4 separate regions of the Mus musculus genome follow, and all the other regions are linked to region 3. Evidence: chromatin contacts called from public HiCAR-type, Micro-C and promoter capture Hi-C data. All regions are on one chromosome and are shown on one strand. The core of a region is the stretch at or near the end of the contact, and the rest is flanking DNA. Distances in the headings are between cores, read along the strand shown. Region 1 overlaps Lmo7 (LIM domain only 7). Region 2 has its middle 220 kb from the start of Lmo7. Region 3 holds the start of Cln5 (ceroid-lipofuscinosis, neuronal 5). Region 4 holds the start of Pou4f1 (POU domain, class 4, transcription factor 1).

Region 1 (3,436 bases), core at 78-2,577, 1.3 Mb before region 3:
TGATCAGTGCCACAGACAACCTTAGGAGTAGACATCCATGAAGAGTCGTTGAGTGGGATGTTTATGTCACAGACATACGAACTCCGTCTCTCGATGCCAAACTTACACTGAAGAGTGAATTGTATCATTGTCACCAAAGGGTAGACCTCTCAATTTGAAGTCCATATAGGACTAAGTAGTGACTCTTCACCTGAAACTGTAATGTAGCCACACCATTTCTAAAAATGAATGTTTCCCACAGTGATGACTCTCACGGGAATTCACGGGGAGCTAGGCAGGCCATTGTTGAGACTTGTTCATGTGTGTGAGACATTTCTGTACAAAACAACAGCATCTTTTGACTCTTGAAAACCCATGATTATATTAAGCATTATAACTATACTTGAAATATTCTGATAATGGATGCTCACATCCACTTACGACTTGTATACCCACTACTTAAAAACTTGTTGATCTGGAAAAAAATAACTCATGCAGTAGTCAGGGCTTTGGGGAGACTTTTTCATGAATACTTTCTATCCACTTGCAACAGTTTAAATTGGAGTATGGACCTATGTTTGGAGACAAAATTTAATCTTTATAAGTAGTAGGTGCTAGCAAAATAGACGTGTTTAAGAGGAACACATTTGGGGGTTTGCTGTCTCCAGAGACCTTAACTTGTGGCTAACAGGGCTCATGTGGTCTTGGTTTTGTGTCCCAAGCAAATTTGTGCCTACTATCAGCACTGGAGGGAATCTTCCTTTCTTGTAGTTTCACTTAGTCCTTCCCATTGGTGTTTATCTTTGGGCTCCATCACTATAGCCACTTAGAGCGATTAGCTTGAGCTATAAGATTAAAGTGGATTATGGCGCTTGGGGTGTAACTTGTCCTGCATCAGAAATTATTTTACTTCTTTTCTTTGCTCAAGGAATGTAGCCTAGCTGGCATTTGGCTCCATAATGACTGAATGAGAACCTCAAGTGTTTAGACTGTTTCATATTTTTGCTGTTTCTTTCCCTGTGTGGGCCCGTGCCTGAGGAACTTGCATTGGGAGGTGTAATTACTACACCCACTCTTAGAGGAAGGTCTTGAAGAGGGCAATGGCTTTGGAAAAATTTTTAGACTTGTGACCACCATGAAACATTGTATTCTGTTTAGAATTGGTGATCTGTGCAATTCTGATGACCACAGACTTGGAAGACTTGTGAGTTGGCTTTGGTTTTGCTATCAGATGATATTAGTATTGGCAGAAATAGCTCTGGTACATTCCAGAATATTATGTAGTACAATGCCAAGGTTTAATAGAGGCTAGTGATTGGGGAATCATGCCCCTCAAAGCTATGTTATTTGCTGAATATACAATATCATTTCACCAATTCACATGCTACAACTCAGAGACTTAACCACAGTTCACAGAGGTGCCTAGCCTTAAAATACCATTTTGCCCACACATTTCAAAACAGGGTTAGACTCTTAAAGGGGAAATGAATTTTTCAGTTTATTTTTTATTAATTTTTCAGTAAATGGACAAAATAATTTTTTTAAAAGATTTTATTTATATGTAAGTACACTGTAGCTGTCTTCAGACACTCCAGAAGAGGGAGTCAGATCTCATTACGGATGGTTGTGAGCTACCATGTGGTTGCTGGGATTTGAACTCCGGACCTTCGGAAGAGCAGTCGGGTGCTCTTACCCACTGAGCCATCTCACCAGCCCCCAATTTGTTTATTTAGAAGACAGTTTAACAGGGAAGCTAGATTCTAGTCCAGGAAAACTTTCAAATTAACAGGTCCACCATGGTACAAGCTCTGGTTTAAAGGGTTATTCCCACCTACCAAGGGTGTATCACCAAAGTGTCTTAGTTATGGTTACTATTGCTGTGATGAAACACAATGACCAAAAACAAGTTGTGGGGGAATGAGTTTATTTTGCTCATAGCTCAAGGCAAGCCTATCACTGAGGAAAGTCAGGATAGTTATGGAAGGAGGAGAGGACCTGGAGGCAGAGGCTGATGTAGCTGCCATGGAGGAATGCTGCTTACTGGCTTACTCCCATGGCTTGCTGAGACTGCTTTCTTAAAGAACCCCCAGGACCACCATCCCAGGGGTGTCCCCACCCATAATGGGCTGGGCTCTCTCCCATTGGTCACTAGTTCAAAAATAAAATGCTTCCTAGACTTGTCTCCCTATAGCCTGATCTTCCAGATGCGTTTTCTCAGTCAGCGTCTCCTCCTCTCAAGATGACTTCTCTCAGATGTCAAGTTGACCTAACAAGCCAGAACACCAGCGTGACACCAGTGTTTTCCCAGACCTTGATTTTTAATCCTTGAGCAACTGGCAGATCTAGGATTTGTTTCTCACCTGTGGGAGTTGTGGGCTATGTGAGTTAAGTGAGCCTTGGAATGAAAGCTGTGTCTTTCTCCAAAACCTAAGTCACACTCTTCCCCTGGAGATCAACCTCATGTAACCCAAAGCTTTATCTTCTTGCCTGGATGTAGTCCTAGGAGGAATACTTGGATTTCCCATGAGTGCTGAGCACGCACGGGTCAGCTGCATCTTAGCCAGGGAGGAGCTGAGTGACATAGAGCCTGTGGTAGGGACTGGGGAGCGTGAGGCACAGGAGGGAGGATCCTCTCTCTACTTAGAGGTCACCAAATTGAATGTTCAAAGCTTGCTGACCCAAGTCTCAATGTCAGTAAGTTTTCTGTAACTTACTTTTCTTTATTTGTAAACTTGGGTATATTGGTTACTTTTCTGCTTGTTCTGACAAGGAAGAACAACTTAAAGGAGCAGGGATTTATTCTGCCTCATGGTCTGAGGGGATTCTCTTCATGGTGGTAGGCTGTCAATGCAGGAGCTTGAGGCTGCTGATTTGTACCTTCGTAGACCTGGAAGCAGAGACAGGAAGCAGGGAAAGCTACAAATGCAAAGGTCTCTCGAAGTCTTCACTTCTCCTGGGGAGGCTGCATTTCCTAAACAGTCCACAACTTCCAAAAACAACATCATCTAAGGACCATGTGTTCAAACACGTGAGCCTATGGGAGACTTTCCACATTCAAGGCATAAAGTCAGGGAGGGTGATGGGCCCCAAAGCACAGAGTGAGAATAGATCAGCATTAAATGTGCTTGGTTTGTCCTGAGGGAGGGAGCCAAGGTCAGGAGGAATTAGGATGCTTCTTCTCATTGTCCAGGGAGTCTGGGGCCTCCCATCTCTGATTCCTATTGCTTCTTTGGAAGGCAAAGGTGCTCTTTGTGAGCATAATTTACAAGCTAAGACATATCTTGTTTTGGGGAAAAGTTAGCTTTTCTAACACAACAATAAACTTCAATAAATTGACTTTAAAAAAGGAACGAGGTATGAGGTATTTGAATTATATTTTTGTCTAATGTGTCCTGTGAGCCATCATCCTTGTATTTGTGAGTTTTGAGCATGTGTAGTTAAAGAGATCTGTCAAAAT
Region 2 (3,254 bases), core at 543-3,042, 1.1 Mb before region 3:
TTATTATTATTTTCTTTATTGTTGTTTTTTATATCTTGATTGCTGCCCCCTCCACGTTCCCCTCCTCCTCCTCTAAGAGTGTGGGCCCCCCTGGATATTCCCCCACCTTGGTACATCAAGTCTCTGCCATACATTAGGGATGTAGTCCATGATAAGGGAATCAAACCCACGACCACACCCTAACCAACTGAGGTAACCTGTCAGCAGCTTATGAAATCTTGGGGGGAAAAGTTTACATACATGGGTGTTTTGCCTGAATGATGTGTTTGTTCACCATGTGCACGGAATACCCAGAAAGGTGAGAAGAGGGTATCAGAGTTCCTGAGATTGGCGTCACTGATGGTTGTCAGCCTCCACATGGGAGCTGGGAATCAAACCTTGGTCCTGGAAGAGTAGCAGCGCTCTTAATTCCTGAGCTATTCTCTAATCTGATGGAAGTTACAAAATCTTATGACCAGTCATTATTGCCATTTGAAAAAGGGCTATGCATCTAAAACCTCATGAAATCCACAGTAATTCACCTATGCTGTGATGAGCAGCTATTCCTACCCAACTCTGAAGCCATTGTAGAAAGAGAAGCCCAACTGCATGGATTTTTTTCTTGACACTAATATAATCGAGTATACCAATATACTAATATAATCTATTATACTAATATACTAATGTAATATCCACAGAAGGCAGTGTAGACAGATTTCCCATCTCCATGTCAGGCCTCACCAGTGTGGACCATGGGTCCATGCTGTGAACACAACTGCTCAGGGATGGTGTTTTACTGAAAATGTAGAGTGAAGTGCCATGAAGCTCAGGAATTAACATTCCTTGAGGACACACTTGACCCTGCCCTTTGATCCCCGTGGTTTTCGTGTGAGCAAGCCACAGGTCATGTCAGGTGTCTTCCTCAGTCACTCTCACTTTTACTTTGTGAGACAGGATCTGCTATTGAACCCAGAGCTTACGTGTTGGCTAGACTGGCTGGTCAGCAAGCCCTGATTACCCTATCTCTGTCTCTCTAGCTTCAAGAGTATAAGGGTACACATCATGGCCACCTTTGCTGCCCTAGCACTTGGGTTATTGGGGTGACACCGACCTCAGCTTTGTTTCTGTGGTTGCTGAGGGTCATACACAACAAAGAAAAGATTTTACCAACTGAGTTACTTCCCAGCCTGCCCTGCCCTGGTCAGCCAAGTCTTTTAAAAACCATATAAACCCCATTTGTAAAGTATGCAGAACACACAAGAACCTTTTCCTAGCCTAAGCTACTTTAGAGACGTCGCCACTCACTGCCTTTTCTGCAGAGAGAGCTCTCAGAAGTTTAGACAACATCAGTTGAAGGTTCCATCCTATTGGAGCTTTTGATCCGTTTTTCTACCATTGACATCCCCCATCAACATTAGAGCTGCCTGGTTTTCTTTATTTCTGTAGTTGTTTGCATCATGAAGAGCAGCCTAACAAATCTCATCTCCTTGTACCCCAGTTTCTCCCCTCCGAAAAAAATGGTCATTATAATACAGCTCATGTAGCGGTCTGGAGCAGTGACTGACGTTTTGAATGAACAGAACATGGCGTGTGGTTATTGAATTTGTCCAAGTTGCTTTAGTTTTTCAAGCTATTTTTTAACCATCACACACATTCATATATCCTTGTACTGGTTTGAGGAAGAACATGAGGAAGGGAAGAGTTCTGAGATTGAGGTTCCAGCCCCACCCTTCAGACATGACGGCCTTCACTTCATCGCCCCCAGGTTTCCCCTTTCTAATCCGCAAAAGAGCCCTTTAGGAGCGTAGCCCAACCGTCTGCTGAAGTGAGCTCCTCTTAACACTAGGGGGCAGGCAAATACAATCCCTGAAGTGTGTGCCTTTTAGACACCAGAAATAATGAAAATCTATATTACAAAATGTAAAATTTGAAATAAAGTTGTAATTCTGATAGAATCTTCGGACGCACTGTAAGCTCTCATGTTTGAGCATTGCCTTTATTACACGCATACGACAACGCTTAGCATTTATCTAGTGCTTACCGTGTGCAAAGGCACGGCGCAACCCGTTCCTTTTAATAATAACTACATCAAACTCTGCACCCTGGGTGGCGTCCAAAATTATCTAGAGAGATCGTGAAACTGAGGATAAGCGAAAGTCACCCAGCTGGCAACTGGCAGAGCTAGGACTGCAACATGCATTAAGTGACTACACTTAAGCGGGGTTCTGTACCGTTCCCTGCCAGTTCCCATAGCCACCATGGAACCCTCCCACCACTGGGACTGCAGACAGCGTCTCCCCATCACTGTTGTCACAGAAGGGAGGTGATGTCATGGAAATATTTCGCACTGTGCATGAGTGATTCCAATTCCATAAAAGCTCAGAAGCCTTGATTATATTAAATATCAAAATTAAACCATGAAATTATTTGGGAGATGGATATTGGATTCACTTGCTCTGACGGTAGTCTGCTAGACCAGCACAGATAGATGCCTGTGTTGTCTGTCCCCAGATAGTGTACCACTCTTGTTAACTACCTCCTGGCCTTGCCTGTCCCCCTGTCGTTGCAAATGCTATGACACTCACCATGGCCTGCCTTCCCTCTTCTGTCATATTCCCTTTCCCAACCTCAGCTGGGGGTTTTCCATGAGCCTCCATTAGATCTCTTGTAACAGTGTGTTTCCTAAAAATCATCTTTTTATTTGAAGGGTCTTTGTCTCTTACCACTTAACAGTTACATCTATTTTTTTATTATTTTTGAGAAATTCATGCATGCATAGAAATCCACATTTCTCTCCCTTTCAGTTCCTCCCCTGTTCCCAGCATTGTCCTTTGCCTCCCTACTTCATGTGCTCGTGGCTTATACACTCATTGAGTTCACTTAGTGTTGGTTAGCTGTGTGTGCATGAGTGTAGGACTGTATCCTGGGGCATGGGCAGCTTTTCAGGGGCTACATCCATGAAGGAAACTGACTCCCCTTCCCCTAGCAGCTACCAATTGCCAACAGCTCCTCAGAGCTATTGAATGGAAGAGCTCCATGGATCCCTTTCCCCACTCATGCTGGGATTTTCATTGGCTTGATCCCTCCTATGTGTTTCTGGTACAGTCACAGTTGCTGTGATCTCATATGTCCATCTGCCTTGTGTCTGAAAAACACTGTTTCATTATAGCTATCATTTACCCCTGGTTCTTTTAAAAAAAGATTTATTTATTTTATATATGTGAGTACAGTGTTGCAGTCTTCAGACTGCACCAGGAGAGGGTCTCAGAGCCCAT
Region 3 (3,292 bases), core at 641-3,140:
GAAATGTTTGTTATGAAGCTGGTTTTCTTGAGAAAGACTCATAACTGTTCAAAATGAAAATAAAAACTCATATTCAGTAACTCAGTTCAAGCTTAAAGACTACTCTAAAAGAATCAATGCAAATGGTCAAAGATTGTAAATTATAAATTTCTTGATTTTGAATTAGGGGTTTACATATCATACATGTGTGTCATACATTAAACAGATGCCCCCGGGGGCTGGAGAGATGGCTCAGTGGTGAAAGGCATTGACTGCTTTTCCAGAGGCCCTGAGTTCGATTCCCAGCAACCACATGGTGGCTCACAACCATCTGGAATAGGATCTGATGCCCTCTTCTCGTGTGTCTGAAGACAGCTACATAAATAATACATATATACATACATACATACATACATACATACATACATACATAATTAAAAAATAAAACAGATGCCCCCATCGATTCTCCTCATGAGTGACTATTACAATTTCTAACTTTACTAAATTCAACCCTAAATTGAACCTTTAAACTCACCTTTGACCTATTGTAGCATCTTTGACATTATGCTGTGATAGGCAAGAAAAACTGTTAAGAAAAATCTGAAATTAGAGGCTACAATACAGTTGATGTATTTGTTTAGGGCAGTTAAGCACCTATAAAGCAGGTGAGTATATCTAAGGCCTACAAACCTAGTTAAAATATCATTACTCTTTCATTAAAATGTGGTTAGAAAATTGGTGTGTCCGAAGCAAAAAAGCATGTCGTGTTTGACAGAACCTTTAGCAACCTGGAAACCCTTCTCAGAATAGTGATTTATTTAGTTCACAGAGTTATAAATAAGAAAGCAAAGATGAGCTTGAACTTAACACGTTTGCCTGGCTAGTTATCATCCTGAAGTCAAAAAGAGAAAGCCAGCCATCACCTGCTAGGACACGTTAAAGTATCATGATGACACCCTGTTTTTTTCATTCCCTGAGAAACTTTGTCTCCTAAAATTTACAGACTTAATTTTTTTTTTTTTCCTTTTGGAAAATACATCAGCAAGGACGAAACAGCTAGAACCTTTGGCAGAGGAATCTCTGAGAATATCAGCCTCACACTACAACCCAGATAGGTCCAAAACTTTTGATAAAGGGTTTCTGGATCTGACATTTCTATCTCTTCTTGAGCTTCAGAGTTGGCAAGCAAAAAGGATCCCGTGTTCGCTTTGTAGTTCAGACCTCATGCAGCTCCTATGTGCATACACATAGTGGGTTTGCTAGGAGATCTCCAAAATACTGCCTGTTCCAGTCTCATCTCCAGCGTACGTGAGTGATCTTGGTTGCCATCACTCAGTGCAGTGGCCTGAACAGCCTGATTCCGTATGGCGTGATGCTCTTAGCAATCTTACACTTACTGGACAAAGGAGGACCGGAGGATAAATGGATTAAACCTAGCTCTATTGGTCGGTCTTAAGCTTTGAAGAGTCACGGATAATACTAAGTGTGGCAGAGGACAGAACCGGAGCAGAGCAGTCCAAGTCTGGTGATGCCGATGGCAGCACGGAAAGCATATTGTCATTGCTGATCTTTGCAACATTCTCAGAGAGGCCAGGAGAGGGCAATCATTTCCTGTAATGTCCTCATTTTTTAATTCCGCTGAGCACCCAGTGTCTCCAAGCAGAAGATTTGTGTTGGAGACTGGCCTGGGCCATGTGGGTCAAGAAAGTTCATAAGTGTTTTATTGTTGTTACGGTTTGGCTGGTGATGGCTGCGGGGAGGGCAGAAAGCACCTTTGCGCTAGAGGCATAGCACACATCCACCAGGCTGGAGTGAGTTTTGCAGTACCAGTCTCACCCTTCCGGGAGGACAGGGCTTTTTAGCGTCCAGCGCACGCGCGCTGGAACAGAGGCGCCCCGCCCCGGCCGGGACAGGGGAGGCGTCACGCGCCCGGAGGTCACACGGCCAAGCCGGCGCTGGTGCTTGGCTGGCTCCTCGCGGCGGCGCGCACGCAAGGCCGACGCCGGGGCCCCGGAGCCTCCGGGATCTCAGGGAGCCGCGGATGCTGCGCGGGGGGCCATGTGGAGCGCACTGGCGCCCGGCGCTCGCGCTGGCGCTGCTCGGGCTGGCGACGATTCTGGGCGCGTCCCCGACGTCTGGGCAACGCTGGCCGGTGCCCTACAAGTGAGTGAGACGGAGCGGGGCGGGGAGGGGACTTGGAGAGGGCGGATCCGATACCTTAGCGCGCCCGGGGACGCAGGGCACAGGGCGGGCGACACTAAGAGCATAGTTCCTAAATAGTTGGCAACTCGGGGATCCTCACCGGTTCTGGGCAGTTCAGAGTCCTGGGAGGAATGGAGAGTGACATCACTGCACGGAGTGACTTTTAGGTGCTACTGACTTGGAGAGCAGGTTAAAATGTTTTAAACACTGCAATTATTTCATGCCTTATCGTTAGCTGCCATTGCATAACATTTGGGGAGAATTTACAGGGAGCCTGCTTGCTCCCCTGTGTCCTTACTGAGCTAAATGGGGAATTTAGCTGACTGACCCGGGGAATTTCCTCCCTAGGCTAGTCAGGATCACCTTGTTGGTCCACTTCAACCTGGAGGGTAGGTAGGGCTCCGGACCTGAGGAGGTGATCGCAGTCTTTGACTTAGCTAAGTTTTGACAGCCTGTGGGGAATTGCGAAACAAGAAGCGCTCGGTCTTCGGGGTTGCGGGGGACAGGGGTGGGTGGAGTGGTGGCTGGCGTGGGCATAGTGAAGTGGAAAGAGATGCAGCTTTTGAAAGCATATGTTTTGCATAACAGAATGAGGGGCGGGGGGGTTCATGGCATGATGCATGTTCCTCTAAGGAGTTCTTAGTTCTGAAGGCTGCAGACCAAATCTGGTCCCATTTGCTCATCCTCTGTGCGGTCTTAGGGAATTTAACTCAGAATCTTCATGCTCACATACCCTGGACAGAAAACAGGAAATGATAGTAGCCCTCGCATTTCTGGTGAAAACCAGCAGTTGCCAAACTTAAATATTCATGTGTTCTGTTCATGAATTGGTTCTTCTAAATATATATGAGAGAAAAAAAAGTTTAGGGTTGAGGTTGGTTTTCATGAAAATATTCACAAGAAAAAAAAAACCTTAAATACCCAATAAAACAAGAAAGAGATTGTAAATCTCAAAGTATTTTATCTAATACCAGGAGACGGAGGCTGACTGGTCTTTTGACTCTAAAGAAGCCCCGATTGACATTCCCACCTGACAACTGGTATATAGCTGTAAGTTAGATCAGGTTTTGTCCCCGTGTTAAGATTGTTAGAAGAGCAATTCTGAGGATGG
Region 4 (2,992 bases), core at 310-2,809, 1.4 Mb after region 3:
CAAGAGCCCGCCGCCCGGGCCGCCGCCGCCGCCCCCCGGGCCGCCGCCGCCGCCGCCACCCCCGGGGCCGCCGCCGCCCGGGCCACCGCCGCCCCCCGGTCCGCCTCCGCCCCCGGGGCCGTCGTGGGCGCCGCCGCCGCCTCCCGCCGCGCCTGCGCCCCCTGCGCCGGCCATGAGCGCGAGCGACGGCGACGAGATGTGGTCCAGCAGGTCACCGGGCTCGAGCGCCTGGTGGTGGTGGTGGTGGTGGTGGTGGTGCGCCAGCGGCACGGTGGACGTGGACGTGCAGGGCACGCTATTCATCGTGTGGTACGTGGCGTCCGGCTTGAAAGGGTGGCTCTTGCCCTGGGACACCGCGATGTCCACGGCCGCCAGCGCCTCGGCCCGCGCCAGCAGCGTCTCGTCCAGGCTGGCGAAGAGGTTGCTCTGCAGCTGCAGGCGACACAAACCAAACCAAAAAGAAAAGGAAAGAAAAAAAAAAGAAGAAAGAAAAAGAAAAAAAAAGAAAAAAGGGGGGACAAACACCAAAGAAACCACAAAACAAACACACAAGCAGGAAAGCACGGGCAAAAGGCAAAACACAAAGCGACCAAAATAACAACGGGGGGTGGGAAGAGCAGGGTCAACGGAGGACCGGGGGACGATTTGAGAACATGCCGGGGTGGGGGAAATAGAAGGGGAGAGGCACAGGGCCAGGGAAGGGTAGAAGGGGACGCACACGGAAACACATTCCGGGGAAGACAGTGGGAGACGACAAAAAAGAGCGAAAAGAAGAAGAAAAAGAAGAAATGGAGATGTCACTCGAAGCTAAGGACCCGTGCCACACACCCGAACGAGAAAGCGAGCGAGCGAGCGAGCGAGCGAGCGAGCGAGCAGAGATCGCCTTGTGCAGGCGTAAAATTAACCGACAAAGTGGAGCCAAGTCGACAGCCGCGGCCCGAGAGCTCCCCGCGGATGGCAGGCGCTGGACAGAGGCACAGGCGGATGGGACCCGGGCCTCCAGCGGCCCCGGGCCACGCGTGCCTGGCAGCGGGATCCCTCTAAGAGCAGTCCCGCCCGCGGGAGCGGGGCCCGGAGCCGCCCGGGGCAGCTGCCGCCAGGCAGCGGCGCGGAGCGGGGGAGGGGGCGAGCGCGCGGGCCGGGACCGGGGCCGCGGGCGTGGGGCGCTTACCGGCGGCGTGGGCAGGCAGGCCCGCCGGATGGCCTCGGAGCTGGAGTGCAGCGACGGGTACTTGTGCTCAGGGAGGGTGGGATGCATGGCAAAGTGAGGCTGCTTGCTGTTCATGGACATCATCTTGGCGCCTTGGCATGTAAAAATCCACAAAACACTCGCAAAGTCCGCGGCAAAGTGCGCACGCCGGCTCGCCCGGCCTCCGTCCCGAGGCTGCGCTCGCTCGCACTGCTCGGCGGCTCCGCTCGGAGGCTCGCCGCGGGGGCTGCTGCTGCTGCTGCTGCCGCTGCTGCGCCGGCGAGCGCAGCCCGCTGCCTCGGACCGACCGCGCAGAGCGCCCGCCCGCCGGCCCGCGCGCAGGTCCCGCGATCCCGCTTCTCCGAGAGCTCTAGCCCCGGCGCGCCGACGGGCTGCGCTCCTCTTACACCTGAGCCCCACTTCTCGCGGCCGGCCCGGGCAGCTCTCGCGAGAGCTCGCGGGCCCCGCCGCGCTGACAGACAGCAGCTGTCTCCGTCTGTCTGGCGCGCGCCCTCCCCGCGGCCGCGGCGCCGTGCTTGGGCGAGCGAGCGGGCGGGCGGGCGCGCGCGCGCTCGTCGAGCCGCGACCGGCGGCGGCGCGTGGGAGCCGCTCTTATAGTGACCACCAGCAAGGACAAGGCAGGTGATGCACCTGTAGCTGGCCAGGCATGCGCGCTGCAGGTCCCACCTTGCCTCCGCCGGTCTGCAAAGATCAAAAAGGGCCCGTTATTGTTGAAGGGTAGGAACCTTTTGGAGGAAGAAAGCCAGGATGCAAGCACTCCTCTCGGGTGTGTTTTCCTCCCAGAATATATGCGCATTATTTAGGCACACCTCCACTACCCGGTGCCTAACAAGCTGTTATATAATGTATACAGAGAGGCATTTGTATGTTAAATTATGCCCGTGCATTCCTCTGTATATGGAGAAAAATAGCAACACAGAAATGCGCTGTGGATGATGCTGTCTTTATGCTGCAAGAACCTGTTTCTTTCATGGTTTATAAATAGGCTCCCGGAGAATAATAGCCATGACAGACAGTTGTTTGAAGCAGTCAGACGCTATTGATTTCCACGTAATTTAATTTCTCTGCATACTTTGTTGTTGTGAATATAACTGTGTCAGGCACCACCAGTGACAGTCACTTAGGAGCAGTAAGGAGTGTGTGCTTTCTACTCGGGAAAAGCTGTTGAAATGAAATTGTGCATTTCTCTTATTGTTTGTCTCCTTTAACCGTGTACAAACTCACATTTCAAAGGAGCTCTAGGTGATCTGAGGCTTTGAGTCATCAAAAAGGAAAAATAGTAAACAGGGTGTAGCCGAGATCTTTATCTTTTCCTCTCCAGTGAGACACACACACACACACACACACACACACACTTTTTTCCCCCCTGGAAACTCCAGGAAAAGAAATCCACTTCAGAGAAAAGGGAATAAGATGTTGAAAAGAGAACTTTCTTTCACATCGCTTTGGACCCTTGCTTTTTATATCTGCCTGCTTACAGTATTTTTCTTACCTGGGATACAGAATGAAGCTAATCTATAGATTGTAATTCAAAATGTAAATTCAAATCAGATAGAAGGAACTGGTATGCTATCTAGTCCAGCCTTCAATAATAGTAACAACAACAACTGTGAAATGAAGACCTATGAAGAAGAAATAAATTAATGAACCTGTTATATTACCCTCATGTAGCAGCAGATCAAGGGCCTCTCTGGGGAGCCTCAGCTTGGGTGCCTAAGTCCCTAAGGATACAGTCCTTGCCTAGGGTGATAATAACGGTCCAGATGTTATCACATCTGCTGG

The links. Promoter capture Hi-C pulls out the DNA fragments that hold promoters and counts their contacts. Hi-C and Micro-C count contacts between places; a contact is called where the count stands out from the background. HiCAR-type assays count read pairs that join an accessible place to other places.
Region 1: a HiCAR-type map of astrocytes shows a contact between it and region 3, with 7 times the contacts expected there. The contact joins the enhancer-like site here to the promoter of Cln5 in region 3. A contact is called at or near these places in 11 of 39 promoter capture datasets (the 3T3-L1 cell line, 3T3-L1-derived adipocytes, cranial neural crest and 6 more), 1 of 484 Hi-C or Micro-C datasets (embryonic stem cells), 4 of 115 datasets of contacts at active chromatin or transcription factors (astrocytes, embryonic forebrain, embryonic stem cells and 1 more) and 2 of 9 other capture datasets (adipose tissue and pancreatic islet).
Region 2: a contact with region 3 is called in a promoter capture Hi-C map of hippocampal neurons, with 11 times the contacts expected there. The contact joins the enhancer-like site here to the promoter of Cln5 in region 3. A contact is called at or near these places in 11 of 39 promoter capture datasets (the 3T3-L1 cell line, 3T3-L1-derived adipocytes, cranial neural crest and 7 more), 3 of 484 Hi-C or Micro-C datasets (the HL-1 cell line, cortical neurons and ganglionic eminence) and 6 of 115 datasets of contacts at active chromatin or transcription factors (embryonic forebrain, embryonic limb bud, fibro-adipogenic progenitors and 3 more).
Region 4: a contact with region 3 is called in a Micro-C map of the G1E-ER4 cell line, with 10 times the contacts expected there. The contact joins the promoter of Pou4f1 here to the promoter of Cln5 in region 3. A contact is called at or near these places in 2 of 39 promoter capture datasets (hippocampal neurons and pre-B cells), 3 of 484 Hi-C or Micro-C datasets (the G1E-ER4 cell line and regulatory T cells) and 1 of 115 datasets of contacts at active chromatin or transcription factors (astrocytes).

Annotation. Positions count from the first base shown.
Region 1 is chr14:101,783,559-101,786,994 of GRCm38.p6, forward strand. All of the region lies in intron 1 of Lmo7 (LIM domain only 7), which reads left to right. Among named protein-coding and RNA genes, the nearest start is that of Lmo7, 55 kb to the left of the region's middle. Within about 2 kb of position 1,328, at least 14 of the 459 cell types and tissues checked have an H3K27ac peak or open chromatin away from gene starts, as enhancers often do.
Region 2 is chr14:101,945,094-101,948,347 of GRCm38.p6, forward strand. No RefSeq gene overlaps it. Among named protein-coding and RNA genes, the nearest start is that of Lmo7, 220 kb to the left of the region's middle. Within about 2 kb of position 1,793, at least 24 of the 459 cell types and tissues checked have an H3K27ac peak or open chromatin away from gene starts, as enhancers often do. A contact at or near this core is called in cortical neurons, forebrain and hippocampal neurons, where this site is marked.
Region 3 is chr14:103,068,326-103,071,617 of GRCm38.p6, forward strand. It overlaps Cln5 (ceroid-lipofuscinosis, neuronal 5), which reads left to right and starts at 1,891. Exons shown (of 4, transcript NM_001033242.1): 1 at 1,891-2,142. The coding sequence starts at 2,021.
Region 4 is chr14:104,466,440-104,469,431 of GRCm38.p6, forward strand. Pou4f1 (POU domain, class 4, transcription factor 1) reads right to left here and starts at 1,560. Exons shown (of 3, transcript NM_011143.4): 1 at 1,172-1,560; 2 at 1-432. The coding sequence starts at 1,294.